2 separate regions of the Zea mays genome follow, and region 2 is linked to region 1. A link is a contact called in public Hi-C data. All regions are on one chromosome and are shown on one strand. The core of a region is the stretch at or near the end of the contact, and the rest is flanking DNA. Distances in the headings are between cores, read along the strand shown.

Region 1 (3,157 bases), core at 369-2,868:
CGATAGGTTTTATCCGATATAAAGACGAGTATAGGATGATTTATTTACCCGTGGGTATGCTAATGGGCGAGAATTTATACCCGTTGGGTAGACATGTACGAGTATTAGTGGATAAAATACATCCACATGATATCACTATTTACCATGTAATTAAAGTCGTCTTAGGTAATAGAAAACATTTTATTGGTTTATTGTTGGTTTACCTACCAAGTTATGTAATCAAATGATTTGTTGTATTTTAACTTGAACTATTTTTTATGTGTTTGTTTGACATTTTTAGTGATTGACACATTAGTGTTTTAGACTTTTCTAGCAGATATGTGTAACACGACAGGTAAAATTACTCGCACGGATATATGTATGGGTAAGATTATATACCCGTGATCTTATATGGAGAACTCAACACGTAAGATTCTTTTGACGAGTACAGATATATGATGATACTACCCGACAACCCAACAGGTATATACTCGTTGCCATCTTAGGCAGAAGGCTAGACCCATGAGATGCACATGGATGAAAATGGGACGGAAATTCCCGTAACGGCCTGTTTTGAATACCGTTTTTTCGATCGTTTTCGAATTTTTTGGGAATCGATTAGAAACGGTATAAAAATGATTTAGCTATTTTTTCGACTGTTTTTGTATTTTTTTGTTTTCAAGTCGTCTTTTTACCGTTTTTATATAATATGGGATACATATAACATATATTTTATTCAAGATCTAAACTAATAAGAGAAAAACAAAAGTTATAATTACTCTAAATAATATAAATGACGAAAAAGAGTTGTTTGTGTATTTTTATATCTTAAAAATTAGGCAATTTATCACTTTATTATATATTTGTGAAAACTACAAAATATTTATCCTTTTAACTAGAGTTTATCGTTTTCAAATAATTGACACTTTCGATGCTGTATCTCGACCGTTGAATTTTGTTTTTATTTTCGTCCCGATAGAAAATATGAAACCAAAAATAATTTAGCCTCATTCGTTTTCGACCGTTTTCGTCATAGCCATGCCCGTGGGCGCGACCGCGCGAAGGGGAGGAATCCCTTCCTCCGCGAGTCGCGAGCCGTGGAGATCCGTCCCACTCCACCCCAGACCTTTTTTTTAAGGAGATTTTACTCAGCTTTTAAGAAAGCAATAACAGAGGTAGCTACATAGAGCACACCCCACAGCGTTGAACTGGGATAACCAGTTAACCAGGGAAGCTCCACACATGACACCCATGACCATCAAAAAAAAAAACAGACCCTCCACTAAGAACTGAGACTTCAAATCACCAGCTTAATATCTATGACCTGACAAAGTTCAACTAACAAAGTTCTGAAATCAGTCGCCAGATCGCAGCTAGTACACACCATAAATCTTCACGTAAAGCATCACTGATAAAACTAACCTAACAGATCCAAAAACAGGCCAATCACTAAAAGAAAAAACCTCATACGGCATCCATTACAGCGACAGCTTCCACGACTGGGACAAAATTTTGCATCCACGGCTTCCAGGATCAAAGCAGTTTTTTCGATGTAATTTAACAGTATTCAGACCAAACAGAAAAGAAAGGGTATTTTCCACTTCAAATCACTCCACCCCTCCGCTCCGCCCCAGACCTCGCTACAAACCTGCCGCGAAAATAGCAGCCGCCCGTTTGCTCTCTCCCGTCTCCGCACTCCTCCCGCGATGAGCGACCCGCGGGGCCGCGCCGCCGGTCCCGACCGCTACGGGGACGAACCGCACGACCTCCCGCTCGCCGAGGACGCAAACGGCGAGGAAGCGTGGCAGACGCCCGAGAAAGAGGCGGTTGCCGTGTCGGAAGGGGCCGCTGCGCGGAGTGGGGATACGACCCCGGACGCTGAACAGGAGAGCGATGACGGAGAGGAAGGAGTGGGCTCCCCGGATCAGGCGGAACCCAATGCGAGCGGGGAGGGCGTACCGCCCGTGGCCGCGACTGTGGAGCCGGATGGGATTGTTAGCGGCGCAAAGGTGGAGACGAACAGCGAGGACGCCATCAGCCATGACGCCGACGAGGAGGAGAAGGACGACGACGATGACTCCACCCAGGATGCGTCTCCGATAGCCGAGGTGAATGTGGAGGGCGAGAGTGGCGCCGTTCACCGCTTGGAGGTGGAACCGGACCCCTTTCTCGATGGAGATGCCTCTGGGACGGAGGAGGAGCAAGCCGCGTTCATGGTGGAGCTGGAGCGCTTCCATAAGGAGCACAGTCTCGAGTTCAAGCCGCCCAAGTTCTATGGCAAGGGCCTCAACTGCCTCAAGTGTGCATCTGAACTGAACCACTCCTACTCTGAGATATTCCGTACCGTCTTTTGTTGTCTAAACGCACTTGCCCCCTGTTTGGCTGTTTGGTGTTGCTATGTTGGAATCCAGGTTATGGAGGCAGGTCGCCCACCTGGGAGGCCACGAGCAGGTACGGCTGATTTCGTTGTCACACATGCACTTGCTGCTGTAGATACAACAGAGTGAAATCTTCTTTAGGTGGTGTTTGGTTTTAGAGCAACTCCAAGAGATTAGCTAAAAAGACTAGCCAAATTTACTGATTTAGATACTCTCTAAAATAGATTTTAGAGAAAAAATGTAGGCTAATCCAACAGACTCGGTAAACCTACGGACTGAATAGAGAGTGAAGCAGGCTATCCAAAATTGGAGAGCGAAGATGGAGAAATAGAGAGCCACTAAATTTGAAGAGTCGTTTACAGAGTCTATTGGATACAATTTTCTTTTAATATTAGCTAAATTTACCTTTACAAAACCATATACCTAGTCTCTTGGAGTTGCTGGGACTAATTTTAGTAGTCTCTCCATTTTATTGTATTTAAGTACCATAAATTGCTAAATATGGAAAGCATTCCGTATTTGGAAATTTAAAGCCTAAAATGGAATAAAATCAAGAGACTAAAAATTAGTTCCTTGAAGCCAAACACCCCCTTAGTATCAATGGTATCCGTTCCTCGGACAACTGAAATTACAAGCTAGTAAAATACTGATTATCTCTAACAGTTTTCATCTCTTTTCATGATTGCTGCTCAGCACTTTGTATGTGGGCATTAGTTCAGTTGAATATTTTTCCTTATTCAGGTAACGGTTTGTAAACTATGGCGTCAAGTTGGAGAGACTTTCAGGCCGCCAAAGTAAGG
Region 2 (3,157 bases), core at 437-2,936, 180 kb before region 1:
ATAAACTGTGGCATAAACTAGTATGTTTGGAACCACTCTAGTTTCTATAAATCGGTTTCTTAAAAACTGGGTGCTTCCAAACAGACCCTTAAATACGAACAAAATAATCTATCTTCCATGCTTTTACACTTCACCTAGAATGATTAATAGCACTAAATTGAAGGAGAGAGAGGTCCTCACCTTGAAACAGTACCGGATGCTCAGCTCAACAGAAGCAAAGTTCTTTTTCTCAATGCGAGCCTTTATCCTTCGCCCTTCCTCTTTATAGAATGCTGCACATAACTCCACAAAGACATTCTTCAATCTGCAGATACAGAATATTACAATCATCCACACCTCCAAAGAATTTGACATAGAAAATGGTTAGGATTGTTCTACAAAGTGCAACAATAAAAACACAGGAAAATAAAAGTTACAGACTTGTTCAGAGATCTGTTCCATTCTGCTTCATCGTGCTCAACTAGCACAACCAAGTGCTTGGAATCGATTTCAGCACGTTTTCTCAGGGCAACAATTACATCCTCACTCAGCTCATCTGCAAAAAAATATTAGGTGCAGCTTAAAATCTTGACCACTGTTGGTATCCAACTACCCAGAGATAATCAGCCTACTAGTCACTGCATTGAGAGAAGGCTACAAATTATCTAAATCGGTACTTACCATTAGCTTGAGCCTGCACAAGGACCACCACTGATTTAGTGTTTTTCCCCTGAATTGCAGACCTGTGCGACAAACGAAAATTACTCCGTGAATTCAGTTATACTAGCTGTTGTCAATAAATAGTATGTTTGGTTTGAAGAATGATCTAGTCCATCATTTTCTCACTCCTCACTTTTTTGTTTGGTTTGTGAAATGAAATGAGTTGATCCATCACCACTTCATTCCTCGTAGTTAGTACTAATAAGAGGATTGGGATCATCGCACAAAATTTGAGGAATAGACCCATGATGCACAACCTTATTTTGGATGGAGCTTAAACCAAACACCCCCAAAGTGTGGGAGGTGCATCCTAAGCCCCAAATGGTTGATAAGTTGTCCATTTGCACCTTAAGACTCTTAACTACATCTCTGACCGTGCAAAGTCAACTTGGGATCAACAACGCAACGATTCAGACAACATACTTGAGGTTTTCGAGATCGGAGCAGGCCTGGAGCCACTGGGCGGGGTCGCCGGAGACCTGGTCGGCACGGAACAGCGCGGCGACGGCGGCCGGGACGCGGGTGCGGTGCTTAAGTAGCCAGTCCTTCTTGAGGATTCCCGCGGGGGGTTGCGGCGGTGCGAGAGGGTCGCGGGGCTTAACGCTGCGGGCCAGAATAGAGGCCTTGGCGAAGTCCGGGAGGGCCAGTGTGTTCATGGGAGGCTGCTGGGAGCTGAGTGCCGTCGAGATCGAGGGGTGAAGCTCTGGGCACCCCACGATGGACACTAGCGACACCGGCGGCGTCCGCAGCTCCTCCGGGTAGTCCTCCATGGCCGCCCCACGCGCGGCCGAGGTGAAGCTATAGGGCGAGCGGCTCTGCTGTGGATATGGGTGGCGCAGCGGCGGTGATGATCGCCGTGGCCCGGGAGGACGGAGGAGCGCTCGGATCTACGGTGTCTGTTTGGTTCGTTTCAGAGAAACATGGACGAGTCTGCGTCTACGAGGACGATGAAGTAAAAGCAAAACGTGTGTAATATTGAGTTCCCCATGGGTGTTTTCGGCAAAGATTGCAAGGACCTCAGTTCAGATAATTCGTAGGCCAAATGATTAAACTCTTGCATCGTTAAATAGTGTTGGAGTGTTTTTTATGGACAACCAACTCATCTATAACCATGTTTCAAACCTCTAAATCTAATAATTAGTAGCTAAGAGGTTACAACAGGCCAGCTAATGGACCGGCTAAATGTTAGTTATACATCTAATAATTATTAATTGTTAATTGTCTCAACCAGCTAAAATCAACTAATAGATTGTTGATGACCAAATTGCCCCTGCCTATTTCTAAAATATTTAGCCTATCAGAACAATCTTTTAGTTTTAGGTTTAGAATATCCCTAACTAATAGTAAGTCGGCTATAATGCAGATCTAGGATTTTTCATATACAATTATAAGGTGTGCTCCAACAAAATTTTCATATACAATTATATCTAATGTATATATAATTCATTGTGAATTCGTTAAACAATTCGATAAATAGATATAAAGTTTAACATTCAACAATTATACATGAAATTTGTATACATTAAAATATATATATAGTTCGAACATGTTACAAAATATACACAGAGATTGTGATGATGCATGTTTGGCCTACGTTTCCTTAACTCCATGAAAGTCTCAATTATGTCTTCTTCATCCACTTTAAATAAAATATCTCTTTCGACGTTTGTAGCAAGACAAACATCCAAAAAATATCACATATCGTGTTTCACAATTTAGTTTTGACTAAAATCATTGCGAAAAATGTCCTTTCAACACTTATTGTTGTCGTCGACAAAAGGCAATACCAATTTGAGAAGTGAACATATCAAACACCTTATTCTCTTTGTTTCAAAAACTTATGTGAGAGGTTGAAAGTCGCCTAGAGAAGCTGAATAAGCAAAATCTGAAATTTGACTCAAACCAATCCAAAATTGATCTGATATTAGTGTTAGAACAAAGATATGGGTTAGTTGGAATAAGTTCTCAACTTGTGGCTGGTGCTTCGTTTAATATACGGAATTAGCTTGAGCAACAAAGTATGATTTAAATGATGATCAGCGCAAGAGAACTTAGGGAGGAAACCAAATCGTGGTCGAAAGAATAGAAGAACACGACAATTTGTTTAGTGGAGTTCAGTTTTTCAACGAAACTTACGTCTCTATTGAGGAGTCCATAAGGGTCGAGTCTCTTTCAACCCTTTCCTCACTCAATGGTCACAAAGATCAACTTGAGTCCTCTTTCCTCACTCAAGTGGTCACAAAGATCAGTGTGAGTCCCCTTTCCTCACTCAAGTGGTCACAAAGATCATCTTGAGTCCCCTTTCCTTTTCTCAATGAGTTTGAGAGACTGAGACTCCTCAAGGCACTCCACACACTCGGCGACTCTTGCCTGCTTTACACAATCAATAGGAGTCTTAACTCCAAGGCTCAAGATCACAACACACTCACAATCTTTAGCTCACACGCGTGTTATAGCT

The links. A called contact is a pair of places that touch in the nucleus more often than the background predicts.
Region 2: a contact with region 1 is called in a Hi-C map of tassel, with 2.3 times the contacts expected there. The contact joins the promoter of LOC109940000 here to the promoter of LOC100384256 in region 1. A contact is called at or near these places in 4 of 25 Hi-C or Micro-C datasets (bundle sheath, ear, leaf and 1 more).

What each region holds. Positions count from the first base shown.
Region 1 is chr5:210,670,189-210,673,345 of Zm-B73-REFERENCE-NAM-5.0, reverse strand. It overlaps LOC100384256, which reads left to right and starts at 1,618. Exons shown (of 13, transcript NM_001176822.2): 1 at 1,618-2,278; 2 at 2,391-2,430; 3 at 3,099-3,151. The coding sequence starts at 1,686.
Region 2 is chr5:210,848,683-210,851,839 of Zm-B73-REFERENCE-NAM-5.0, reverse strand. LOC109940000 (trafficking protein particle complex subunit 11-like) reads right to left here and starts at 1,686. Exons shown (of 10, transcript XM_020538673.3): 1 at 1,123-1,686; 2 at 661-722; 3 at 421-535; 4 at 181-304. The coding sequence starts at 1,469.